Linked DNA regions of Mus musculus: regions 1, 2, 3, 4, 5 and 7 are each linked to region 6. Evidence: chromatin contacts called from public ChIA-PET and promoter capture Hi-C data. All regions are on one chromosome and are shown on one strand. The core of a region is the stretch at or near the end of the contact, and the rest is flanking DNA. Distances in the headings are between cores, read along the strand shown.

Region 1 (3,609 bases), core at 183-2,682, 920 kb after region 6:
TATATATACACCCATAGCATATACCCTTGCAGTTAATTTACTGGAATAGAAAAGCCCCAGTTGGCCAAGAAGCAAAGTAGAAGGCTGGGCATGGTGGCATACGCCTTTAATCCCAGCACTTAGGAGGCAGAGGCAGGCGAATTTCTGAGTTCAAGGCCAGCCTGGTCTACACAGAGAAACCCTGTCTCGAAAAAACAAAAAGAAGCAAAGTAGAAAGGGAAAATGTACGGACACGTGGGAAGGAAAGAGTCCAGCAAAGGGGCAGAGGCCCTCCCTAAAGCTGTAGCCTGACTGAGAGTTTCTTCCCCAATAGGGCAGCCTTGTCCAGCCTCGGTGGGAAAAGATGCACCTTATCTTGCAGAGACTTGATGTCCCAGGAGGGCCCCATGCTCTCAGAGGAAAAGGGGAAGTGGGACGGGGAGGGATTCTGTGAGGGGGACCAGGCAGCATTTGAGATGTAAATAAATAGATATGGGCGGTGGTGATGCACATCTTTAATCACAGCACTTAGAAGGCAGAGGCAGGTGGATTTCTTGAGTTCAAGGCCAACCTGGTCTACAGAGTGAGTTCCAGGACAGCCAGGGCTACACAGAGAAACCCTGTCTCGAAAAAACAACAACAAACAAAACAACAACACTAACAACAGCAACAAGCCCAGCAACAAAACCCTTAAGTCTTATTAAATGGTGACTGAGAGATCTGCACACATGTTCTTGGGTGTGGTTTTTTTTTTTTTAAACACTATTTTTAATGAAACCTCAGTTTTATTTCATACCCGCCAGTTCTGAATTCTTTCCTGCTTTGAATCCATGAATCCTGGGTTTGCCTGAGTGGAGGTCCCTAAAAGATTAAAGGAACCCCCCAGACTGTGCTCGGTGGCTCTACCCAGTCACTACAGACTTCAGGGCCAAGTGAGGGACGTCACAGACACCCACCCACCCACCACAAGCATAGAGGACTGAAGTGCAATGGAACCTGGGCTGTGGCTGCAGAGTTAGGGGTGGGCTCAGGAAGGCCATGAGGCTGGTAGGGGAGACCAGTCTGAGGGGCTAGCATGGTGTTTCCACCTCTACTGGTGTCTGACGGAAAGACTGAGGCAGCTCACCTGGGGGCCAGCCAGCCCAGGGGCTGTCCAACAACCTCCTAGGCACCAGAACCCCGAAGCTTCTGAATGAAAAAGCCAGCTTGACAGATGCAGGGAAAATTATTTATTGGTGCTTAAATTTGCTTTAGAATCTCCCCTAGACCCCAGGCAGGTGGCTAATGGTGGGTCTGGACCTCTAGACTATGGTGCCAGGGAGCAGCGTCCTGGGCCAGGAAGCCCTGAACAGGGCCCAGGTCGTCCATGTGGGGGTCACTGGCCAGCGTCTTCCCTTCCGCCTGCAGGCTGCTGATACGCAGGAGGAAATCCTGGTGGGTTCCTGTGGGGGTGAGCTGACGGATAGCTTTTAAAGCGGCTGCTCACCCACCCTGTCCTGCCTCCTTCCTCATGCCTGCCTCTTGGAGTTCACTCGCTGCCTGCCGCTGCTGCAATCACTGTCCCCACACTACTTTTGTCTCAGACAGCAGACCTGCCTGCTATGGCAGAGCCCCGAACCCTCCTTCTGCTCTGTGTCCTGGTCCTCTGCCTGTCAGACTCCAGCTTCATCCGAGGGCAGACGGTGAGTGGGAGCCAGGGTCAGGGAACAGGGAGGGACCATGATAGTTTGTGTATGGATGTGTTGGGGTGGGGGTATCAAAGCAGCTGGTACCTGTCTGAGCTCCCTGGGGGCCCAGGGACCCAGACTATTGTTCCACCTCCCCAGGCTGAAGTCTACGGCTGTTCTACCTGAAGCTTAAAGGCTTCAGCAATTTTTCCCCTCTAACTCTGTCGGGCTAGCTGGTCATGTACTCTGGGCAGTCATCCTGGGTTGCCTAGCTTATGAGTGAACAGGGACAGAGCCAGCCCCATCCTCCTGGCCTTCTTTCCCAGACTGAGACCATAGTCTATGCGGCCCTCACCTGGGGCTTTTAAATGTGATCGTTACCTATCCTCCGGGAACTATAAACCAAGGGGCTCAATCAGAACTTGGCCACCAATATGCCCGTGGCCAGCCCCAAGCCTGTGTGGAACAGACGAGATCCATTGGACAGACAGCAACCAACAACAATGTTCTTAAGTCTCAGAGAGGCCCCTGAACGTGGCCCCTTCAGTCTTTATAGTCTTTAGCAAGCTTGTTTGTTTCTCCTGTTCGAAATCCCAGGCCCGAGGAGGAGAGCCGCAAGCTGTTCCCTCTGGAGCCATAGTTGGGACCACAGCCTGCGATTCTTACTCAGGACTGCCATTCCCCACCCAGTGTGCTGAGAACACAGGGCCTCGTGAGTGGTTGTAGCATGGCTCCGGAGGCCAAGAGGGCCTGTCCCTAGGTCTCCCCAGCTCAGAATTGCTGCGTGAGCTTTGGGGAGAGCTTCCCACAAGTGTGGAGACTGAGTTTTGGATCTGTATCTGGGCAAAGGAGCTTCCCTCGTGAAACCGAGTTCACCTTCATCTTAGGCAGCTTCCGAGGCTCCCGTGGCAGAGAGAGGGGATCCACCACCAGGCAGCCATGGGGGCTTGGTCCCGTGGGAAGGGGATTTCATGGCCAGGCCAGGGCTGGGTGGAGCAGGTGGGACATCAGGATAAACATGATGGAAAACCACAAGATCCAGGTTGTGCCAAGCTGGAAAAGCACCTTGCCACCCGTGTCCTGGGCAATGGGGACAGAGGTCAGTGAGAAATCTCAGCTCCGAGACCTGCTGTAGTTCCAGACAGTTCTAAGTCTGTCATTCTGAGACTGAAGCCCAGCCAGCCTGGGCCAGGGACGAGGTCCTGAGGTCCTTGTGGGTAGGGATGTAGCCATGCTGTCCTTACTTTCCCCTCACAGTCCCTCATCCTGTATGACCTGGGACACAAGCTGCAGCTGCTAGGAACGTAGCCTCAGAGGGAAGAGAGGACCCCTGAGTCGACAGCCAGCACAGGTGGCATTAGGACTTGGCATAGCAGGCTCCGGCAGCAGATGCAAGGAGATCTGCCTGTGGGAGGGTCTTAGCATGTGTCCGTCCATCTGCCCGGGGACGACTTTGTGTCGAGGACAAGCCTGGGGATCCACAGCCACAGCACAAAAACAGGGGCATTGGCTAGCACCCAGCTTTGTCCCCACCTCCCCACCCCCTGCTCTGATCCAGAGGAGAGGAGAGAGAGGCAGCTCACGGGGCCCTTCGGCTCTTTGGGGATTTAGATTCTAGGTGGTCAACCCAGAGACTCCCCAGGAACTTGCTTCCAGCTCGGGGGAGTTTTCTTCACCTTGCTACTGAGCTGCATGGTTCATGTCTCCACAGTTTTCCCAGCTCCCACACACAGAGAAAGCAGACGAGGCAAACTCAGCTTCGTGCTGAGCACCCTGCCAGGTCGTAAGGTGCTCCCAGGAAGCAGACCTCTGAGTCAGCTGAGGCCTCTCCAGCCTCATCCCACCCAGCTGCATCCCCAGCGGGAACGTGAGCTCCGTCTGGTGCCACTGGTGGGCAGATGAGTGCCTTGTCTCACTCGGGTGTGGTCCCCGGAGAGAGAGGTGCTGATTCGGCAGTTGGCTT
Region 2 (3,977 bases), core at 656-3,155, 830 kb after region 6:
CCACACTTATTGAGAATGAAGACTAAAAAGAAAGATGTCAACATCCTTTAGTTTCCTTTGTCTTACCCAGTCTTTATTCATTTAACATGAACCAACTAAAATACCTCCTATCTAGGGACATGGAGAATGTACTAAAACACCACCAACTACAGAGGTATTCCCTCTAATGAAAAAGAGTTAGGTCTGTCTGCCACAGGGTTTCTGCAACAGTTTCTCTTGGTTCCAGTCTAGCGCTTCTTCCTGCTCCCCCACTGCCACCTTCCACACAATACCAGAAACAAACAAAGACAAAAATAGCATCCTGGCCCGAAACAAGCGCAGAACTCAGCAGACCTGGTGAGCAAAGAACATGTTATTCACAATATCATCATCAATCACAGACGTGTCATCCACCAACGTAGAAACCTTGCGGCGGGACCTGCGCTCTTCGATCCATTTGAACAGGAAGATAAATCCATACACAGGCCTAGAGAAGCAAGAGGCAGATGACAATCAGCATCCCCTTCTTTCTCTCCCTAATCCTTTGCACTGAAATGCTCTTGCACTGAGTCCCTCACTCTTAACCAAACTGTATCCAACATGGCTCTGAGACCTCAAACCCCAGAAGCCTATCACAGGCAGTCAAGTATGAGCCTGAAGCTCTCAAACCCCACTCGGTCTATGAGGTCTAGGCAAGAGAAGAAGGAAATCTGGAACTGCTGGCCCAGGATGGAGCAAGGTAGGGACACAATAAAAGGCACAAAAACGTTGATGAAGAATTAAGTACCAACTCACTGGTGGACCTCGGCCTCCAGTCCTAGTAAAATGAGTATAGTGCGTGAACTCCCAAACCAGTTCCTTCCCTTGGAAGCAGTTAGGTTCTCTATGCCTCTATTCTATAGATTTCCAAAACAAGACTCTGAGTTTAGGTACCTAAAAAAGGCCTTCTCACACTAACCAATCAATACAGGACAACTGTGTTCAGTTTTGTTGACACATGGTCTCACTAAGTAGCGTAGGTTGGACTCAAACTCAGAGATCTGCCTGCCTCTGCCTCCCAAGCATTGGGACTAGAGGAGAGCGCCACTAATGGTCAGGACAAATGTTGTGTGGTGATTAAAGGCACAGCACATGTGGTGATGTAATTAATGGACTGTACACTTACAAAAAAGGTGCAACACTATGCAACGGAGGGTTCCGGCTGCAAAACCAGAAAGGCAGCTCAACTGTACTCCACGAGTGCTTAGGGTTAAAAGGAGGGCTACAGCTTTCTAAGGAGAAACACTGAGGAAAGACTGAGAAGAAAAGAAAAGTCCAAGAGGGCACCCACAAAGAGTGACACTTTCTTATGTGATATTTTATATAGCTCAGGTTTTCTAGTACTGCCTCCCTTGAATGGGGTACTATTCCCCTGCCCTTTCTCGGCCCTCCGGAGGTAAGGGGGCGTCCCAGCCACTCACCCCTGGCATTTACTCTGAAGGTCATAGATCTCCTCCACTTGCACCCCTTTGACACCTACGATCAGGAAAGGAGAGGTCGGCAGGGCAGTCCCAGGCTCTGCTGCGAGAACTCAAGGACCAACCCCCACATCCACACCAGCCAGGGACCGAAGGTCGTGGGTAACGGGGTTCTTACCGAAATCTTCCACCAGGAGGGTGAAGAGGCCTGGGTGGGACGACAAGAAGAGGGATTTGTCATGCAGGTGCGTCCGGGGCCCATCCGGCCTCCCCAGCCCCCGGCCCGCCGAGGCCCCTCCGTACCTGGGTCACTCTCCAGCTCCAGCCAGCCCTTATTCATCTTCCCGCGGAGCGGCCTCTCAGCGCCATGTCCAGGCCCTGCTAAACCCGCGCCGCCCCCAACCGGGAGCGCCCACCGCCCTTAGGGCTTCTCAGCCCCGCACAGACAACGGGCCGCGCCGCGTCACTCGCCCGCGCCGGACGTACAACGTCATCATCACACGACGAGCCTAACCCGGGGGCTGGTCTTCCGCCGGCCGAACGGCGGGGGCGGAGGCGGAGACAGAGGCGGGCATGCACGCGCGCGCGCGTCGAGGCGAGGGCGCGCACGTGCGGAGGGCGGGGCGGGCGCGCGGCCGTTAGCGGTCCTCGTTTTGGCCACAGTCCGCGTGACCCCATCCCCCCTCAGCACGCTCGCCTCCTTCGACGGCGCAGTCACCGCGCGGGGCGGCCGCCCGTGAAGTAGTTACCACGTCTTGTGTCAACGACTAAAGCTCCGGGACAGCGGCGCCCTCGGCGACAGCTGGGTGGGCAGCCTGGGCTGAAAGCGGTGGCCCGTAGCTTCCGTGAGAGCGAGCAGCGGAAGCAGCCTCCAGCCTGGCCTCGCCACAGCCGCCCGGCAAGGGAGCCCTGGCATGCGCGGAATGCTCCTTGAGCCCTCTTCTGACTGTTACCTTTGGGGGACGGTTGTGGCCACACTGACGTATTTTCCAAATAAATCGTTTATTCTTGCGGCGGCGGGACCGAACACGTTAATATATTTTTAATTTACCCAACACTTTTATCCAGTGATACAACTTGGTAAGCGTTTCGAGCGAGCATCCGCCGGGTTAGGAAATCGCGGACTGAGCAGCTTGCATTTGCCACGACCGTCCTCAACTGTTTTGAAGATTCCATCTTATAACTACCAGTGTGCACAGACTACTACTCAAGTAACGTCGTGTCCCAGCGATGCAAAGAACTGAAATCTCAAGGTTTATTTCTATTTTAACACAGTCGGGTTTAGCGCCAACATACTAGGAAGTAAAGTAGATCCCCGTGGGGACACGGAAAGGTTCCAACCCATCTCAGCCCATCCACGTTTAGTAAGAAAACAAACTGATGTTAGCTCTGCAACTGCATCTCCTGTGTTGGGAAAAGCTAGCGTGAAGTTTTGATGGCTTGTAAGCAGTTAGCAGTTAGAAAAGTCTGACATTCATGAAGAGATTCAGAATCGCCAGCCTTGACTTGAGGCTCTGGATACTGAAGTATAGTATATCTCTGGAGGGACCTAATTGACTGAGGTCTTTTAAGAAATGCTGTCCAAACCCGGCAGTGGTGGCGCACGCCTTTAATCCCAGCACTTGGGAGGCAGAGGCAGGCGGATTTCTGAGTTCGAGGCCAGCCTGGTCTTATAGTGAGTTCCAGGACAGTCAGGGCTACACAGAGAAACCCTGTATCGAAAAACAAAACAAAAAAAGAGATTTATTTTATGTATATGAGTACACTATAGCTGTCCTCAGATACACCATAAGAGGGCATCAGATGCCATTACAGGAGCCACCATGTGATTGCTAAGAATTGAACTCAGGACCTCTGGAAGAACAGTCAGTGCTCTTAACCATCTATCCGACCCGGTTCCAATGAGATACTGCAATGAGATAAAATTATAACACCGTAGTTGATGTCAGCTTTTGTAATCATTAAATCTCACCTAGGATCACTGATTCTGACCTTGGCCATGACGTTTATCTCTCTAACTCAGTCTCCTCAACTTGAAAATAAGGGTTATTAGTGTGCCTATTGTTAAGTGCCTAAACGGTTCTTGGAACCATTTAATCACTATTGGCCATCACTAGCATTAATATTGTCTATAACCCCTTTATCAAATGAGTTGAGAAGTATACTGTTGCTTTGATCTTGTAGAACTTGATAACCAAATGTAAAATTAAATTGCTAACCTATTTCGTTTATGTTTGTAGCTGGAAAAGCCTGCATTATCTTCATAATAGCACAGAAGAATTCTAGATAGGAAGGACAGACGGAAACGAATGAAGACTTTAAAAGAAAAAAACAAACATCCAAGATTGAGGTAGAGTAGGTGACCTGAAGGAGTTGGGGAAATTCCTTTGATACACGCTGCATTTTCTGCTTCCTTTAACATACTCTTGGGCTAGGGTTAGAGAGTGACAAAGCGTATATCAGAGCCCTTCCCCCACCCCCAAGAAGCCCTCCTCTCTTCCCAGTGCTGTCCCCAGTGGCTCAGTGGCAGCTGTGGAACTT
Region 3 (3,446 bases), core at 597-3,096, 650 kb after region 6:
AACTTGTGATACTCTGGGGTTTGCCTCAGGTTATGGACTGGAGGTTTTGGGTCCTGTGCTGAACTCTTAACTCCTAATAGTCTTAGGAAGTGACAAGGCCAGGAGGGTAGGAGGTCTGAGCAAATGGGACTAATATACTTCTTAAAAAAGACCTCAGAGATTTTCTAAGGCTTTCTTCCTGACATAAAAGTTTGTTGAGCAGTTGGAAGTCCACAAGCCCAGGAGGGCCCTCCTCAGAACCTGACTTTGCTGTGATTTCTGGCCTACAGAGTTAGAAGTGGGTGCCATTTAGAAACTGTGGTATTTTGACATAGCCACCCTCCCCAACAACGGTCCTTCCTTTGGAGTAGTTAGCAAACTGTTTCCTGCTGCCTGGTGGAGTTACTCCTGTATGTCTGAGAACTTGTAATATAAAGGGTTTGTCACTCTGTGCGTGTGGTACACCTTGGTGGCAGCATCGGGGATGGGTGTGTGTGTGTGCACCAGCCGGGCAGTGGTGACACATGCATTTAATCCCAACACTAGAGACAGCCAGGTGGATCTCTAAGCTCCAGGCTAGCCTGGTCTACAGAGCAAGTTCTAGGACAGCCAGGGCTACACAGAAAACTCTGTCTCCTCCCCATCCCACCAAGGAAGCCAAAATGGTGGTGTGTGTGTCTATAATCTCAGTGCTTCAGAACCAGAGGCAGTGTGACTATATATACAGTGTTAGCTGTATAGTGAGCTCTACAGGAGGAGTGCCTGATTAAAAATGCAGCACATGGGAGTCTACCTTTGGAAAATCAGAAGGTCGAGGCCAGTCTGAGCTGATAAGAGCTTGACACCAGCCTGGGCCGAGGTTGTTTCAAACAAACAAAATGAGTGAGTGGGAAGTCAGTAGACAGACCTAATACGGGAAACTGTTGGAAGGGAACACAGGGTCAGGCTTTTCCAGAGGGGAGATTGAAGCACGGGAGGCCTGTGGTACACGTGAGATTCTCTGGTACTGGCTTTGAAGAAGACTGACCAGTTGAGAAAGAGGACAGATACCCCTTTGCTTTGCTTCTGAGGTGGGGGAAAAGGCAGGATCACAGGCTCCGAGAACAACTCTCTCAAGCAAAGCTGTCCTCCAAACTCCCTCTACAAAGTATCCACTTTGCTCAGGGCATCTGACCAGGTAGTCCCTGACCTCACAGTGGCCCTAGCACCTGTAAACGTTCAGAGAAACCTGTCCACTGTTAGCCCTTTTGTGATGCCCAGTTGGCTAGGCAAGCTCTAGCTTGGTGATGTTGGGCAGAACCACATAGTTCCTACACTGGGCAAGCTTTGCCACGAGCAAGCAGGGCAATCTCTTTAAAAAGCCGCCCGATCCATAGATTTCCCCCCCCGCCCCCCCCAGCTCCATGGGCTCTTCGTGCATTCAGAATATCCAGGAAAGCCCTAAGAGCTCATGCCTTCGCTTGCCGAGCTTTGCCCAGCAGACTCCAGGCTATGATGTCCACTCGGTGGCTGGACCTGGCTAGCCATCCTCTGTCTGCTGTACAGACAAGATTAGGGTAGAGTTCCCTTTTCTGTGACTCCAAATAGACACAAAGGTAGCTTTGAAGAATGGAAATCACCCGAACTTTCCTTCTGTGCCTTGATCTGCTTCACTGGAGGCAGGAGGAAACTACCTTAAGGCGGCCCACGCTCGGGCTGGTGAGCCACTGGGCGGCACCTCTCCTAGTGGCCATGGCCGGGACTCCAGTGCACTGGGCTTTTTGTGACAGAGTGTCGGGTGACACAGGCTATCACGGCGGCCTGGGCAAAGTGGGTGCGGTGTACTGCGGGCCGCTGCAGACAGGGGGCAGCCGCGCCCACTTCCTCTGCCACTCCGCACTCGCCGGCGGAGCACCCGGGGTGGCAGCGCTGCGCGCTCAGACCTACCCGGCTGCGGCGAGGTGGCCCTCGGTGCGTCCGGATCCCACCGTGCGCTTTGCGACCCGGCTGCGGCGCGTTCGGCTGCCCGCATGGACACGGCGCTGAAACGGAGCCGCTCTGACGAGCCGGCGGAGCTCCCGCCGCCTGCCCGGGAGGTGGAGGAGAAAGAGGAGGAGGAAGAGAGGATGGAACAGGGCCTGGAGGAGGAGGAGGAAGAGGTGGACCCCCGGATCCAGGTAGGACGCGTGACAGGAGCCCACAGCCGCACCCCACCAGGGCTACCGTGGAAGTCGGCATCTAACGCAGACACATGCCTTACAGCCTCGCGTGTTCGCGGTCGCGGGGTGGGGGCTGCCTAAATTCAGGATCTTCACCAAGGGTTGGAACACCCCATTTCACGGTCTCCCTGCGGAAGGCTTCGGTGCCCGCGTGAACGCGGCCTGATTATTGCGGGGATCCCTGCAGACCCTCGGCCCAACCCGAGGGTCCCTACTACACGACCAGCTGTTCAGGCGGATTGCAACAAAGGAAAAAGGGGGCGGGGGCCCCGAGCGGAGTCGGGGTACCTCAGCGCCACGCTTGGAGCACTGCACAGCCTCGGGGCTGCAGCGCAGCGTTATCCCACCTGCGTGGATGCAGACATCGTGGTGGGCGAGCAGGGCAAGGTGGCTGTCGCTTGCCCCTGTAGTGTGGGCTGCACCGGTGTGGGGTGCCTCGTGAGCCCTCACCTGGCCTGGGCTGCCGTCCTCTTCATTGTCAACACATGGTGGGCGTCGTTGCCGTTGCCACCGTTGGCACTGTGTTGCACTTGGCCTGAGACTGTTTAAAACCCTCCTTTTCCTTGTGAGGTCAGTGTGAACGTCCACCAGGGACAGCTGCTGCGCAAAGCCGACGCGTGGAGGCAGGGAAAGCAGAGAATGCCTGGCTTTCTGTGCCTCCATTTCCAGGAGAGAGAGTTAAAAAACAATTTCCAGGAGTGACAGCTTAACCTCTTCACCTTCCTAAGCACAAAGCAAATTCCTTTTCATGACCCGTTTTGTACCCTTTCCATAAATCATTTTTTAAAAAATAGCTATTAAACATACTTTGCAATTTCTGGATCCATAATTGGTTTTAAGTGCACAGATAAAGAAAAAAAAAGAGCCTGCTTTAAATTCATCAGTTTGGCTTAAATTAATTATTTTGTCAAGTCAATACACTAAAGATCAGTAAGAAAACCTCCTCATTGGTTATTCTGTTAATTCGGGCCCTGGGCTTGGATTACAGAATCTTGTGGATTTGGTGTGGAATTTTGTTAGCAAGACCTTTGTTCACAGAGCAAAGATGAGCTGAACGAGGATGAGTTAACTCATGTTGGCTACTTACAAAATGTCAGACTGCAAATGTTTAAAAGAGGTAGGGTTACAGTCAGTTAACCAACACCCCAGTTAGGCAGGGCAAATAGTTCGCAGTTAGAAAAAAAAAAAATCATCTCTTTATAGGGAGATAGCCCATGATGAGTTAATGCTGGAAGTCTGCCTTTGGCTGGGCTGCACTGGCCGTATTGT
Region 4 (3,430 bases), core at 874-3,373, 960 kb after region 6:
GGCCGGCCAATGGGGGAGGCGCGCGGAGCCCATCCGGCCAATGGACGCACCACTCGGCCCAGGGGGCGGGAGGTCTCCGGGACGGGGCGGAGCGGGCTCCGACCCCCGCCTCCTTGTCCCCTGCTCGGCTCAGGGGCTCTGCGCCCCCCTTTGGTCGTCTCGGTGGCGATGGCGGTACCTTTCCTCCCTTGAGCGGGAAGTCGCAGAGCCCCGGGTCTCCGCGAGATCCTGGACGGCCGAGGAGCAAGAGCGCTCGAGTGTACTGCTCTTCCTTTGCCCAAGGGTCTTTTTGCCCCTCCCCTGCTCTTCTGTCCTATTCTTTCCAGACCAGTTCTCCTGCCCCGGGGCCTCGTGCCCCTGCCCCAGTTTCTGACTGACTGCACGTTCCACTGGAGCTGAGGTCGCTAAGACAACAAGAGCTCTACTTGCTTTCAGTACCAGTCCCAAGCTGGCTAAGACCACTTGGCCTGATGGGCAGCTGACGCCTGCTGAGGCAGCATTTTCTTTGTATTGCCTGGTACCCAACCCAGGTGATCGACTTAAATGAGGAGCCTATCTACTGGGCATACGCTTCTGGCTGTGGGCCAGGATCACTGCAGCCACCAGGTTTTGGCGGCTGTAAAAGGATGGGCCAGACGGTGCAGGCCCCCAGTTGAATTGCCATGGTTTTTTTCAAGCGCTGTCTCAATGAAATTCTTTTCATTCCATCCACTTCTGTTTTCTTAGCTTGCAGGTGTACACTAGGAAAGGCTGGGCCCAATGTCCATTGTTGGTGGTGAGTTGCCCAACTGAACACACGTGGCTGTTGGGTTTAAGGTTGTGTGTAATGTGTACGTTTGTAGTTTGCCTGTACCTATGCTGAGGATCGGGTGTATCAGATTCTGGTCTGGGTAGTCATGGATGCCGAAGGGTGGGCTTATGGGTGGACCCTTGTAGGTCCATTGACCTAGGTGGGCTGTGAAGACCTGGCCACATGTGGATTCCTTCCAAGTGGATGACACTTTACAAGTTTCAGTCCTCAGATCCAAGAGAAATGGCACCAAGTGCCAGGCGTTCACTGTGTGTGGCTTCTCCAGTAGGTACCTCCAGGCAGGCTGCGCTTAGTCAGCTGTTTATGACCCCCCCCCCTCTTTCTCTGCCTTCATGGTTCCCTCACTGCCTCTATTCCTTCCCCAATAAACTCCTTTCATACCAGATTTGTTGCACAGCATAATTTCTCAGGGGCATACCTTGGCATGGGCCCACCAGGCCTCCTCGCTGCAATCTGTCATTTAATTCTGTTTTTTTTTTTTTTTTTTTTGATACAGGGTTTCTCTGTGTAGCCCTGGCTGTCCTGGAACTCACTCTGTAGACCAGGCTGGCCTCGAACTCAAGAGATACGCCTGCCTCTGCCTTCCAAGTGCTGGGATTAAAGACATATGCCACCACTGCCAGGCCATTTAATTCTTTTAGATTGTCAATTCTCACAGCATCATAGAAAGGCTCATCTTACAAGGGTGCCGATAGGGTTGTGGTTTGACAGCGAAGTCACTCTTTACCTTGATCCTCTTCTGTAACTATTGGTTGTGATGCTTAAAAACACTACAAGTTACCAGAATAACGGTAATTTCCCACTTATCATAGGTTTATATTATTTTAGCATGTTTGTTATAGACAGTTGTACTTTTTGCTGCGACGATAAAATTCAGCTTTCGAAAATGCATATCGAGTTATGTTTGTATTAGAATCCAAGTCAAACCAGTCACATCCAGAAATAAAAGGAAGGAGTGTCACGAAACTGCATTTTAGCTGATTTCATTCACAAAGGGTCGACACCTCGGTCAGGGTATTACAAAAAAAGATGGCGATGGCAGAGTAGGGGGCGCGGCAGTAAACTCTGAGCCTCAGCAGTGAGAGCAGGTCGAGGGCGGGGCCGCCACGCCACGTTGGAGACCCCGCCCCCCGAAGGTTCTCCGTCTCCAGAATCTAGGCGCGTGCGCAGGCTTCTTCAGACCGACTCAGCCTCACAGAGCACGCGCGCTCAAACAGCACTCTGATTGGAGAGTCTGAGAGTCCCGCCACATTCTGATTGGCGGAGCCGACCAGGCTTTGGGTCTGTCCTAACTTCCGCGACCTAACTCTTGCGGCCGGGCTGTGGCGCTGCAGTCGAGTCTTGGTGCTCAGTCCACGGGACTCCGCGGACACGCAGGGGTCCGCAGGGTTATTTGTACTGCCTCCGGGAACACCAGTCTGCCTGGTTCCGTCCCTACCCCACTGGGAGGCCTCGGTCATGTTCTCCAGGGCCCAGGTGAGGCGAGCTCTTCAGCGAGTGCCCGGCAAGCAGCGATTCGGCATCTACAGATTCCTGCCCTTCTTTTTTGTCCTGGGAGGTGCGATGGAGTGGATCATGATTAAAGTGCGCGTGGGCCAGGAGACCTTCTGTAAGTGAGGGTGCAGCAGCCTCCGTTTCTCCCGTGGGTATGCGATCCATTCAGTTGCAGAGTTCCTTTCACTTTGGGCGTTAGGAACAGTGTTTTGACAGTTCTCGTGCAGCGAGGCAGGAGGCCCTTAGGGCTCTTGTATTTTGTTCACATTGGCATCCAGCCCTCCTCCTCTTCCGGCATTTGAAGAGGGCACGTGCCTCTAGTCAGGCCGTGCAGGTCTTTGTAGCCTGTCCTTGGCCCTGCTGGTGACTTTGGGCCTAAGGAACAGGATTAATCGCATGTGGAAGAGGAACCAGTCCTGAGGGAAATTCAGAGATATAGCTCAGAAATTCAGGTTAAGGCCCTTGCCCTTTGAGAGCTTTAGCCCAAACTCCTGAGGAAGTTATCCCGGCTGTCCTAGCTAATTACTACTGGTCACTCGCTCTCCTTAGGTTATGTCTTTGACCTAGAACTGTGAAAAGAATGTCTGGCATTTCTGAGAACGGCCTCTGGAACTGCCAGTTCCTTTCAGGCTTTCTCCCAACCTTTGGGCCCTTTGTCTGCCTCTCATGTAACTTACCATTTGAGAATTTTAGGTTGTTCTTTCAAAACCTCCATTCATTTCTTTCTTTCTTTCTTTCTTTCTTTCTTTCTTTCTTTCTTTCTTTCTTCCTTCCTTCCTTCCTTCCTTCCTTCCTTCCTTCCTTCCTTCCTTCCTTCCTTCCTTCCTTCCTTCCTTCCTTCCTTCCTTCCTTCCTTTCTTTCTTTCTTTCTTTCTTTCTTTCTTTCTTTCTTTCTTTCTTTCTTTCTTTCTTTCTAAGATTTATTTTGAGTACGCTGTAGCTGTCTTCAGACACACCAGAAGAGAGCATTGGATCCCATTACAGATGGTTGTGAACCACCATGTGGTTGCTGGGAATTGAACTCAGGACCTCTGGAAGAGCAGTCAGTGCTCCTAACCACTGAGCCATCTCTCCAGCCCCTGATTACTCTTTCTATACTTTGACGCGGAGCCCGACTATGCTGGC
Region 5 (3,819 bases), core at 979-3,478, 690 kb after region 6:
CACTGTATCTGCATTTCAGGACAGAAGGAAGAGCAGGAAGGGAATTTGTTTCTCTGCTTTAAAGATCTTACACAGAGTCTCACGCAGTCTTTGCTTCCCTTTATTGCTAGACCCTGGTTGTTGTCACAGGAGCTGTCAGGAGGCTTGGCTTTGAGCTTGCTAAACAGGTTCTAGAGATGAAAGGGAGACTGGCTACTGGGTGGCTCCTGACAGCTTCTGCTATGTCTGCACAGAACCTTACCATCTTCTTGGAAGATGCCTGGCTGTAATAACTAACAGATAGGTATTTGTGACCCACCGAGCAGACATGGGACCCCTCTGGACAGAGAAACACTGTGTGCCTCCCCAAATTCCTCTGCTGACCCTGGCTGGATGGGAGACTTTCTCTTTCGTTGTATTGGTGTCCTGGGAGGAAATTATTGCCTCCCACGCATCTGCGAGTGGATGTGCTTGTGCTTCGGAACGTTGCAGACTTTATTTTGCAAATATGATTTTGGATGACTCACTTCCAAAGGCCACGTCTTAGATGCAAGCCCTCGTGGCTTACGTATGCTGTTGGGGCGGCCTTTCCCGAGCCTAGCCCATCTCCTGGTGCCCCCACATCTCCTCAGCACCTCCCAGCCCAGCTATCTTATCAAAGTCAGTTGTCCTGATAGCTCACCCAGAGGTGACAGTGATCTTATGTGCTCTGTGGCTGGGTCATGGTGCCTGGCATGTGGCCAGACACTACAGGGGTTTCCATAAGGGTGCTATGCGACTGGTACCTGAACAGAGCAGAGAGACCTTCCTGGAACAAAAGGTCACTGTGCAGATTTGAATCGCATCCCTGTCTCTTCCCCGGGACTCCACTTCCCTCTATAGAATTTAGGCCTGCCTGGCTCCATGCTCACAGGAGTACCTTAAGATCAGTTGTTCACAGGTCTGCAAGATAGATCAGCCAGGTGCCAAGCCTGAGGGCCGGGGTTTGATCCCCAGGATCCATGTGGTGGAAGGAAGCAACTTGTCCTTGAACACCCACATCATTCCATCCCACACTCAACCCAGGTAGGACAAAAGAAAATCAGTGGTGTGAATCTGTGCGGGCTACACGGATCCTGTGCCCTCTGAATCTGCAGGCTACACAGATCTTGTTCCCTGGGGAACCCTGACTGTGGAGTACTTCGTTCCTGTGTCCAGTGTTAGGCCTCAGAGGCAAACCCTGAGCAAGAGGCCTTCAAGCCTGGCTGCCCTGACCAATCCAGCTGCCCTTCTCTGACTCAGTGATGTCCTTCAGCGTGCCCTTCCTCTGCCAGACCAGTTGTGACAATGTGGAGTTGTTCCCACAGTTACTGAATAGTCACGGGATGTTCTACGTCATTTCAAATTCTGTTGCCTTTCCTCCCAAGACCAACGAGCTCTGTGGGGTTTACAGAAATTTTAGAACTTTGGATCAGAGGTACTTACTAATAAAATCTGTGTAATAGGATTATATAATGTAATCTGAAAGTGTCTAAGATCAGAAACAAGGTGGTTCCAAGGCTTGCTTCAGGTGAGGGATGCTCAGCTTGTGCTTGAGTGAATCCAGCTGTGCCGGCTCAGAGGCGAGACTGGAGGTGAGAGCTTGACCCTTCAGTGAGCTAAGTGCACCAGGAAACTGACAGAGCCAAATGAGCCAGGGAAACCCTAAATGCTGGAGCAGGCAGGCATGGGAAGTCAGGGTCCCTGGCTGATGTGGCTTTGGAATGACCCAGGTTTCTAGATGCAGATATCTGCAGTCCCCGTGATGGGACTCAGTGTCTCCAAGGTGTTTACAAGATTATTAAGAAAACAACCAAGTAGCAGAATCATTCAAGATATTGGTTGCCAGTAAGTTTGGCAGTTTTTCTTTCTTAGGGAGAGGGAGAGGTGTCTGTGGTGTGTGTGTGTGTGTGTGTGTGTGTGTGTGTGTGTGTGTGTGTGTGTGTAGGTCAGAAGACAACTCTTAGGGGCCGGCATTCTTTATACCACTTGAGTCCTGGGGATCAAACTCAGACCATCAAGTCCCACCACCACCATCAGTGTCTCTGCCTCCTGACCATCTCACTGCATAGGTCCTGATAAGTCAGTTTATTAAGAGTCAATTTGGGCTTCTGCGTTGGTGGCTTCAGCTTCCTGCTCAAAGCTGCTTGAAGTAGTTTTAGCAGTCTCAGAGTCTACGTCATGCAGTGGCTTGTTGATTCTCAGGGTTAGAACTTTCCCCACAATGGTTTTCTTGTAGTGTTTTTGTGGGTGGGGAGGAGGGGTGTGGGGGTGAAGACTGAGTCTCACTGTGTAGGCCAGGGTGGCCTCAAACTCACAGAGATCTGCCCGCTCTGTATCCCAAGTGCTGGAATTGATTAAAAGTGCATGCCACCATGCCTGGACTCCTGGAGTGAAGCTCAAGGTCTTGCTGAGATGAGAGCTAATCCTTTAGTTTTCTGTGGATTGGATAGGATCGATCAGTTTCTTTATGCCTCTCGGCAGAGCAGTATCCATCTTTCTGCAGACTTCTCTTTGCACCCAGTAAACAACATTTTGATTTGGTGAACCACCCACTTGGGTTCCACCGCGTCTTTCTGTATTTTGGAAAACCATGGCGGCAGGCGATGTGGCTTCCTGGCCAGGATGGAATAGCAATAGCGGTGAAACAGGATGGAGGGGTGGGGTGGAGCTCGCCTGCAGCACCACAGCCTCACCTCAGGTTGTTTTCAAAGTTGGTCACACATATGCCGCCATATGGTAAAAACCACAGAAATGTGCACCTATGATTTCCAAGAGGTTCGAGTGTCCCCCAGGGCTGTTTCCTGAAGTCTCTGGGATCGGGGTTATCCTCTAGCTCGGGAAAGATGAGGTTCAGTGAGGGATAAGCTGGGGCTGGAGAGGCGGCATCGCCGTGGTCACTTGGTGCGTACTGCCAGTGGATCATTCCGGTGCTTTCCCACCGTCCTTCTCTGGATACTTCGAGAATAAATGCACACACAGAGACATTGATTCTATTGTGTGAGCCACAGGAGAGCCCAGAGAATCACAAATGCCTTAAAATAAGTGGCCACAAGGGAGTTGTTTACAGCGTGGCTTATAGGTGGGTACCTTAATTAAACAAATATTTCTTACACACTGGCAGCCTTCTAGATATGGAGAGAAAAAAACCACAGCAGCAGGGCTGAAGGAATCGATTGGCCCAGTGGCTAAGAGTGCTCTTGTCATGAGTATGGAGCTCACAACTGCTGTAACTCTGTCCAGCTCCAGGGGATCTGAGAGGCCTTCTTCCATACTCTCAGGGCACCCAGACATATCTCTCTCTGTCTGTCTCTCTCTCTCTGTATATCTCTCTGCCTCTGTCTCTCTCTCTCTCTAACACACACACACACACACACACACACACACACACACACACCTGCGGGTGAGCGCATGTCAAAACGAAAGTGTGCCCTGCTGTGAATGAATTAGGGGCTGGCATGTACTAGACTTGACTGTCCTGAGCTCTTGGGCTCTGGCCACCTTTCACCCAGTTAGTTGTGTTGCTTCTGTAACTTTGAGTTGTCCTTCAGTCTCTTCCCATCACGTTCTCCCTTCACGCTTTTCCTGGCATGGAGGAACCTTGGACAGACCGGGGAGGCACCCTGAGCCTCCATCACAGGGTGAGTTGATGTTTGCAGAGGTCATTTTGTATAGACCAATGAGTCTATCCTCTGCCCCTGCAACCCTTGGGGGTTAAGTCACTGTAGCCCAGAGCTACAGGAGGTTGGAGCCTGGCCAGGACAGACATTCTCCAGTTCCCACAAGCCTCTGCCTAGTGCGGAAGGGGTCATGGCCAGCCAC
Region 6 (3,447 bases), core at 728-3,227:
ATGATTTGTTGAGAAGTTAAAAAGAAAAGCTAGCTGATTATAACTTCAGTCTTTAAGATGCCCCAGAAATTTGTTTTTGATGGGTCTGAACTGCTTTCTAAAACATCAGGTCCAGGGCTGGAGAGATGGCTTGGCAGTTAAGAGCACTGACTACACTTCTAGAGATCCTGAGTTCAATTCCCAGCAACCACATGGCCAGAAAAGGGTGGCCCGGAACTGGAGTTATAGACATAACTAACTTCAATATAGGTGCTAGGAATTTAACGTCGGTCTTCAGGAAGAGCAGCAGTGATATTAACTGATGAACCAGCTCTTCAGCCTTTTGTGTGTTTGCTTTTTAAATAAAAGACCTAAGAACTTATACACACTACGAGCCTCGTGTGGCCGGTAGCCTCCCCAATATGGAGCTCACCAACTTGTCGGCCCCTGCGCTCCAGAGATCCACCTGTTTCTGCCCCTGCTTGCATCAATGCTGGGGTTACAGATCGATATACTTGCCAGGCCATTCCCTACCAACAACTGCATCCATTTCTGCGCATTCAAGAATGGCTCATAAGAACTAAAGATCATCTGAACTAAAGACAGACACTTGGAAATCAGTTTTCTTCCTGTGTCCCAGAGGTTACCTGGGAAGTATTTATACCCATAAAGATAGAAGGCTTTCACTGCATTTCTCTTCTGCCCAGACAGGCTACAGCTAACCTGCAACAGGCTACAAAGATCTCCTAATTGCTATTTAGATCTTCAATTATGTTAAAAAAAAAAAAAAAAAAAGGAATGGAGATCTTTGAAACAACCTTCCATACACTTAAGTTCTGGGTTTTTTCCTCCCAAAGGCTTCTCTGCCCATAGGTTTTCACACTTCAAAAAGGCTTCAAAATATAGTGTCCTTTAAACATGCACAAAATTGGTAATTTATGCACACAACTGTACATACTTAAACACTGTTACAGAAATGTAAACTACATAAGTCATACATGACTGCTGAACTATTCATTCTCGTGCAAAAGAATGTTAGATTCCAAAGGATCTACTCTCAGAAGAGGATGTAAGAACCAAAGAATGTAATTTTCCAACCCCCAGAGCTCTTCAAGTCAAACTGGAATCCAGTTCTGCCATACTACTTTTCACTACACTGCACTCCTCCAGTGAGATGAGTAACTGCTTAGCACTACTCCAAAGTCCCTGGTTGTAACCGGAACAAGCCCAGCACGGCTCTCGGAACAACGTGCTTCTCAAAGAAGAGGCTGCACGCTGACGAAAATACCAGGAACACCATTCCTTTTACCGAGAACTAAAGTTCACATAAATAATTTGTTCCTGGGCTTTAGAGACAGCTAGGCTCATCGTTATGGCCTAGGTATGCAATCTTGGGCAAGATGCCCAGTCTCTAAATCTATGTTAAAGATGAATAAAATGGATTTTTGAACCTCAAGATCAAGTTTAACATATAGGTTGCCCACTAAAAACCCCAATAATTAAAAGCTACTGTGCCCACCACTGCAGTGAATATTTAAAATATGGCTAGAACTCGCCCCTGTCTTGCAGATCTTGGTTCTCTACAACACAACCGGGGTATCAGAAAGTGGCTGGGGTGAGAGAGGCAGTGATGTACCTGCAGGCAAGAACTCATAACAGGCCAAGAGTCACTCAGAGTTCAAGGTCGCCTGAAACGCAATTGCAGGAGCGCTGTGGGCCGAGAACTGGAGAGGACGCTGTGTGGCTCCCTGAGCCTCAATGATTCCCCCTTTCAAGAGGGCGTAGCCTCCGCCAATTCTTTTAATGTCCTCTGAAGTCAGCTATGGAGGACAAGACTCCACCTGCATAGAAAACTCGTTTATATCCCAAGCCCAAACTCCCCGGGCCCCGGACTGACGTAACCGCCATGAGAGGGAGCCCTTCACACTATTGGTCGCTGGCACCCAGTGGACGGAGAACTGCGCAACGCTGCTGCGCAGGAAGCACCATCTTTCCGGCGCTATCTCCATGGCGACCGCGACCGGGTCACCCTTTTGGCCGCGGCGGTAGAAGTTACGTCATCGCCTGTGCGTCCGGAAGTGACTGTTCCTGCGCCAGGGTGGACCGGGAAGACCGGGCCTTACCCTGCCTGGGCGCAGGTAGGCAAGCTGATGCGGTGCCGACCGGGTGACCATGGCGGTGTTTCACGACGAGGTGGAGATCGAGGACTTTCAATATGACGAGGACTCGGAGACATATTTCTACCCTTGCCCCTGTGGGGATAACTTTGCCATCACCAAGGTACTCTAAAGGGCCCGCCGGCGATCCCTCGAGCTTGCGCATTGTCGCTTCCGGTGTCCCTGGGAAGGCTCAGTTACCCACGTGTTCTTCCGAACCCCCGCCCCTAAAGTAGTAACCTAGGCTGTCTAGCATACAGGGTCGGGTTAAGGGCGCTGTTCTCCGTAGTCCCGCCCCTAAGTGTTTTTCTTTTTTTTCTATTTTTTTTTCCCCTGGGAGCTTCTTTGAAGAAGGGAACTTGATTTTGTACCCCAGGGTTTTGGAGGCGATCGAACCAATCTAATCTCCCTGTTTTTTTTTCCTAGATGACACTTGGGAGGAAAGTTCTTTGTGTTGTTACCCAACTAAAGACTTGCCCATAGACATAGGAGAGATTTATGGGAAGTTGACGAAAGGCTATGCTGACCATATGTTGTTTGATTGCGTTGTAGGAAGATTTGGAAAATGGAGAAGATGTGGCCACGTGTCCTAGCTGCTCACTCATTATAAAAGTGATTTATGACAAAGTAAGGGATATGTTAAAGGGGATGGGTGGTGTGAGCTAATGACAAGGGCCTAAAGGAGCCTGTCTGATAGAAAAGGGCGGAAGAGTGTTGGGTGTTGGTTTGTTTTTTGAGACAGGGACCTTAAGTAGCCCTGGCTATACTGGAACTCATGATGTGAACCAGGCTGGCCTTGAATTCACAGAGATCTGCCTTTTATGTAACTTATGATCACTTTGGAAAGGGCAATAAAGAAATTGCTTTGTAATGAAAATTGATGACTTAATCAGGAATGAAAAATTATGGTTATTTTAATTGATGTTCTTCCTTTTGACATTTCTCTTGTATTTAATATTTAGTTTGTTCAGAGCTCTAGGATATTTTTAGAAGATTGCATTTTATTGCTTGCCTAGCTTATGTACAGAATCTACCTTGTTTGAGATATAGTTCCTAGATGTAATGTTACAGTTCCATGTTCCTTTGTATCCATTAGGAATGGCAATAGAAAAGGGGTAAATATCTTTACTTCCCACCCAAAGCTCAGTTAGTGCTTTGGAGTCTAAGTACAGAATGTAACAGTCTAGAGGATAAATTCTAAAATGACTATAGGGTAAGTTGGACCAAAGCACAGAACTTTGTGGGAGAAGCAGGTGTTAATTTAGACAATAATAGAAATGTAATGATTCATTCTTATTTTAAAATGGTTTAT
Region 7 (3,528 bases), core at 665-3,164, 750 kb after region 6:
CCACCTGCCTCTACCTCGAAAGTGCTAGGATTACAGTAGGTAAATAGCTCTTGCTCTAGTGCGCTTGCTTGATCGCCCCCCCACCCCACCCCACCCCACTCTCATTCTGTCTCTCTCTCCTCCTAACAGGGCCTCATATGTCCTAAGCTGGCTGGTCCTTCTGACTCCTGGTTTTACACAGTGATGAAGATCGTAGCCCTCCTCACTTTCTTTTTTAACTTTCTAAAGGATGAATTTTAATTCCTAAATGACAACTTCTAAAAGGAAAAAAAAAAAGTTACATAGTATCTTTAGTTTTAGAAAAGGCTATTTACATTGAGAAAGTCTTACAATGTAGCCTAAGCCAGGTTGAATTCAGTGATCCTCTTACCTCACTGTACTGGGGGTGGGAGGGTTTAAAAGCAAATTAGTAGGTGCCACCACACTAGGCTATATGGTAGTAGTTTGCTGACTTAGAATTTGCTGAAGTTGTTTCACAAAACTACAGCAGAATTTTCTTTTAAAGAACTATCACCTGGTAGTCAGGCATGGTGGCACATTCCTGTAAATCTCAGCAATGGGAAGGCTAAGGTAAGGGGAAGACAAATTTAAAAATAGCTTCCACTATATAGCAAGAACCCCGAGAACGAGGGCGACAGGGCAGGGAGACACCGACACAGACACAACACAGACAGATACACACACACACATACACACACACTCGGGTGTGGTAGGGAGGTAGGATTGTAAAATCAAAATTAAGAAACTTAAAACGAATGATCCTAAAACAAAAGTGTCTAAATATAAGGTAGGTTTTAAAATAAAAATAGTAAAATATTAGCAGAAAGCAAACCACGCTTTACTGATAACACGTAAGCATAAGGGGGAAATTTTTACTACTTCCGTATAATCAAGGAAAAGATGCCCATATCATGACGATACAACTGGAGGGGTGTGTTTGCAAACCTTCAGGACTGGAGAACACAGGATGAACTGCGGAAGTGCATACCCTTTGACAAGCAACTGTGCTCCCCATCATCCAAAACAAGTATCACATTTTTTTTAAAAAAAAGCTCTAAGGATTTTAACTGCACTACTTCAATGCTGGAAAGCCACAACCAAATACAGAACATGCTGTAAACGTAGCACATGCAAGCAACCAAAGGTTATCTAGGTACAATGCAGAAGTGAGATGTCAAAATAGTACAAACGATATGATTCAAGTTTGGGGGTAAGAAGGCGTGTATACACACATACACTCAGAAAAACAATCATGGAGACATACATCGAATGCTAGAGTACGATGAATTTTTTTCCTAATTTACTTTTTCTTTCTACCTGGAACGTGCACTATTAGCATATTCTGACGGATTACCCAAGGTTGGCCTCACATCAAGGGTTGCATCAAGGCCAACAGACAGCGAACAGGGTGTTCACTCCCCATCCCACCTCGGCCGCCACAAGCAGCAAAGCGGCGGGCATCTGCGGCCTGACAAGCCGGACAGCCCCAGCAGGACCCCGCCCCTCCGCCTTGGGTTCCGCCAACACTCGATCGGGTGACGCGGCCGGAGCCGAGTGCTTGTCCTCACCTTGTAGTAAAACACCGCCTCAGAGTAGCGGCCTTCGTGGTCGCGCTGCACTGCCAGCCGCGCGAACTGCACGGCGTCCCGCTCCAGCGCCGACGCGTCCATGGCGCCCAAGGCCCCACGCCGGGGGAGGCAGACAGGCCCTGACGCGGAACCCCGACGCCCGGAGGCACTGCGGCGAGAACTGGGGACCCCGCGGGTGGAGTGGCAAAGTTTACTTTCGAGGGCGGCGGAAGAGATGACGGAGCCCCACTACCTCAGACCCGCCCGGAGGACTGCGAGCTCCGAGCAGCCCGGGCTCGGAGCCCTCGCGGCCGCCCCCACCCCTCGCGTCCTTGCTCCGCCCATCAGCCGCATTGCGCAGGCGCAGTCGACCCCGGCCGGGAGGGGGAGCGCTCCCGCCGAAGCAGGCGGGGCTCAAGGCGATCGTAGGTGGGCGGGGCCAGAACAATGTCCAGTGGGATTGGACAAGAGGAAGCAGGTGCCAGGGCGAAGCTGAGGGCTCCGCTTCCGCCTGCTAGAAAGAAGGTGCCAGTGCCCAGGAGGTTGTTGGAGAGAATCAGGGGATGGCTTGAAAGGAGCATGCGCGTTATGGAGCCCTTGGTCCGCTAAGTGAGAAGGGTAGGCGGAAAGAAACAATCAGTAGCACCTCGTATTGCCAACTGGTTTAATTAGAAATAAAGATATGAAATGAGGCTAGGAGGTGCTTTTGAGATGCTCTGGTAATGTTCATTTGACAAACTAAAGTATGACCTTCTACGGCTCCCCAAGGCACACCGAAGTGTATTGTTTGAATTGTCTACAAACCAGATGATGTATTTTTGACTTGTATCTTAGGGCAAGTTGAAGGTTGTAATTACATAGTAAATGGTAGTGTGGTTGCTTTCTTTTATCCCCTTAAAAGTTTGAATTCAGCAGTGATGAAAATTAACTAATGGCAAGTGCCAGAACTTGGATGAGATTCAAAATCCATGCTGTGTCAAAGTAGCAAGTCTTGACAAAATTATACACTGTATGATCCCACACATAAGAAACATTAACGCAGCATATGGTGACACATTCCTGTAAGCCAGCAGTCTGGAGGCTGTGGTAAGAGGACTGGGCCAGCATGATCTACACAGCAAAAACCCTGAACGACCCCAGGAGGCATATGTCTGTTGTAGTGGAGCACTCTCCGTGCAAACATGAACACAAATCAGCTGGAGATATTGCTAAGAGTTGATTGTGAGCCTGGCTGTGGTGCTCGCTTTTAATCCCACCACTCCAGAGGCAGAAGAAGCAAATCTCTGAGTGCTTGGCCAGCCTGGTCTTCAGAGCTCATTACAGGATAGTAGTGTGGCCACACAGAGAAAACCTGTCTCAGGGAGAGAGAGAAAAGGAGTTGAATTGATTGTGATCCAGTCTAGAGTGGTATCAGCTGTCTTCAAGCTCAAGAAAGACTCCTTAGTGATGCTCATGCTGGTGGTTCAGGATATTCATTATCAAGGTCACAATGGGGTGGATGTTACTACTGAAACTGGTCAGTGTACAGCTAAAGAGGCTGTGGTCAGCATCCCTGAGCATCATGTGTGTCTCGACCCTCCACCTTGCTTGTGCCAGCTATGAATGTCTGTCGTCCCCTTCCTCCATTCTTACAATCTCAAGCCTTAGCAATAAGATTTTCTTCATACCAATCCCCTGAAGGGGCTTTTGTTCCATGTCACCATCCCCTAGAGAAGCTCTTAGTGTTTAGTCTTGGATGGCCCCTCACAAATGAATCATGAGACAGACAAATGATCTTGCAGATGGGTAGTTACACATTTGTTTGTTTGTTCACCAATTGAAAAGTATTTGCTTATACTCACACATGCTGGGTCCTTACCTGCCAAATTTCCCAAGTTTCATGAAGCTCCAAAAGTATGTTCATGAATCTAACTAAAAGGCAGGAAGTACTTTTACGGCTAAGTATTTTTCCCCTAGGTTT

The links. Promoter capture Hi-C pulls out the DNA fragments that hold promoters and counts their contacts. ChIA-PET counts read pairs in DNA pulled down with a chosen protein or histone mark. Capture Hi-C pulls out chosen DNA fragments and counts their contacts.
Region 1: a contact with region 6 is called in a promoter capture Hi-C map of pre-B cells, with 4 times the contacts expected there. The contact joins the promoter of Stab1 here to the promoter of Dph3 in region 6. A contact is called at or near these places in 2 of 39 promoter capture datasets (liver and pre-B cells).
Region 2: a contact with region 6 is called in a promoter capture Hi-C map of liver, with 2.8 times the contacts expected there. The contact joins the promoter of Bap1 here to the promoter of Dph3 in region 6. A contact is called at or near these places in 5 of 39 promoter capture datasets (the HPC-7 cell line, cranial neural crest, liver and 1 more), 5 of 484 Hi-C or Micro-C datasets (CD4 T cells, CD8 T cells, Sertoli cells and 1 more), 3 of 115 datasets of contacts at active chromatin or transcription factors (cardiomyocytes, large pre-B cells and memory CD8 T cells) and 4 of 9 other capture datasets (adipose tissue, embryonic stem cells, liver and 1 more).
Region 3: a promoter capture Hi-C map of neural stem cells shows a contact between it and region 6. The contact joins the promoter of Sh3bp5 here to the promoter of Dph3 in region 6. A contact is called at or near these places in 2 of 39 promoter capture datasets (neural stem cells and pre-B cells), 7 of 115 datasets of contacts at active chromatin or transcription factors (acute myeloid leukemia, astrocytes, embryonic stem cells and 4 more) and 2 of 9 other capture datasets (adipose tissue and liver).
Region 4: a contact with region 6 is called in a promoter capture Hi-C map of neural stem cells. The contact joins the promoter of Smim4 here to the promoter of Dph3 in region 6. A contact is called at or near these places in 6 of 39 promoter capture datasets (the C10 cell line, embryonic stem cells, erythroid cells and 3 more), 2 of 484 Hi-C or Micro-C datasets (CD4 T cells and memory CD8 T cells), 3 of 115 datasets of contacts at active chromatin or transcription factors (astrocytes, pancreatic cancer cells and thymic regulatory T cells) and 1 of 9 other capture datasets (adipose tissue).
Region 5: a contact with region 6 is called in an RNA polymerase II ChIA-PET map of memory CD8 T cells, with 8 read pairs. The contact joins the enhancer-like site here to the promoter of Dph3 in region 6. A contact is called at or near these places in 1 of 484 Hi-C or Micro-C datasets (the N1E-115 cell line) and 5 of 115 datasets of contacts at active chromatin or transcription factors (acute myeloid leukemia, differentiating embryonic stem cells, memory CD8 T cells and 2 more).
Region 7: a contact with region 6 is called in a promoter capture Hi-C map of liver, with 3 times the contacts expected there. The contact joins the promoter of Capn7 here to the promoter of Dph3 in region 6. A contact is called at or near these places in 13 of 39 promoter capture datasets (the 3T3-L1 cell line, 3T3-L1-derived adipocytes, HPC-7-derived erythroid cells and 8 more), 10 of 484 Hi-C or Micro-C datasets (CD4 T cells, CD8 T cells, Th1 cells and 6 more), 13 of 115 datasets of contacts at active chromatin or transcription factors (the SCID.adh cell line, astrocytes, cardiomyocytes and 7 more) and 3 of 9 other capture datasets (adipose tissue, embryonic stem cells and liver).

The regions. Positions count from the first base shown.
Region 1 is chr14:31,166,464-31,170,072 of GRCm38.p6, reverse strand. It overlaps Stab1 (stabilin 1), which reads left to right and starts at 1,432. Exons shown (of 69, transcript NM_138672.2): 1 at 1,432-1,661. The coding sequence starts at 1,581.
Region 2 is chr14:31,249,417-31,253,393 of GRCm38.p6, reverse strand. Bap1 (Brca1 associated protein 1) reads right to left here and starts at 1,905. Exons shown (of 17, transcript NM_027088.2): 1 at 1,740-1,905; 2 at 1,615-1,644; 3 at 1,440-1,494; 4 at 334-466. The coding sequence starts at 1,776. It overlaps Phf7 (PHD finger protein 7), which reads left to right and starts at 2,079. Exons shown (of 11, transcript NM_027949.2): 1 at 2,079-2,689; 2 at 3,677-3,786. The coding sequence starts at 3,746.
Region 3 is chr14:31,434,500-31,437,945 of GRCm38.p6, reverse strand. It overlaps Sh3bp5 (SH3-domain binding protein 5 (BTK-associated)), which reads left to right and starts at 1,846. Exons shown (of 9, transcript NM_011894.3): 1 at 1,846-2,135. The coding sequence starts at 1,989. It overlaps Gm35907 (a long non-coding RNA gene), which reads right to left and starts at 2,712. Exons shown (of 4, transcript XR_383329.4): 1 at 2,628-2,712.
Region 4 is chr14:31,127,623-31,131,052 of GRCm38.p6, reverse strand. Smim4 (small integral membrane protein 4) reads left to right here and starts at 2,123. Exons shown (of 2, transcript NM_001308091.1): 1 at 2,123-2,420. The coding sequence starts at 2,270.
Region 5 is chr14:31,397,835-31,401,653 of GRCm38.p6, reverse strand. The region is part of intron 3 of Sh3bp5 (SH3-domain binding protein 5 (BTK-associated)); the gene reads left to right. Among named protein-coding and RNA genes, the nearest start is that of Gm35907, 35 kb to the left of the region's middle. Within about 2 kb of position 2,228, at least 55 of the 459 cell types and tissues checked have an H3K27ac peak or open chromatin away from gene starts, as enhancers often do. A contact at or near this core is called in memory CD8 T cells, where this site is marked.
Region 6 is chr14:32,084,222-32,087,668 of GRCm38.p6, reverse strand. It overlaps Dph3 (diphthamine biosynthesis 3), which reads left to right and starts at 1,977. Exons shown (of 3, transcript NM_172254.4): 1 at 1,977-2,259; 2 at 2,688-2,762. The coding sequence starts at 2,152. Oxnad1 (oxidoreductase NAD-binding domain containing 1) reads right to left here and starts at 1,941. Exons shown (of 8, transcript NM_145460.2): 1 at 1,616-1,941.
Region 7 is chr14:31,335,024-31,338,551 of GRCm38.p6, reverse strand. It overlaps Capn7 (calpain 7), which reads right to left and starts at 1,914. Exons shown (of 21, transcript NM_009796.3): 1 at 1,569-1,914. The coding sequence starts at 1,670.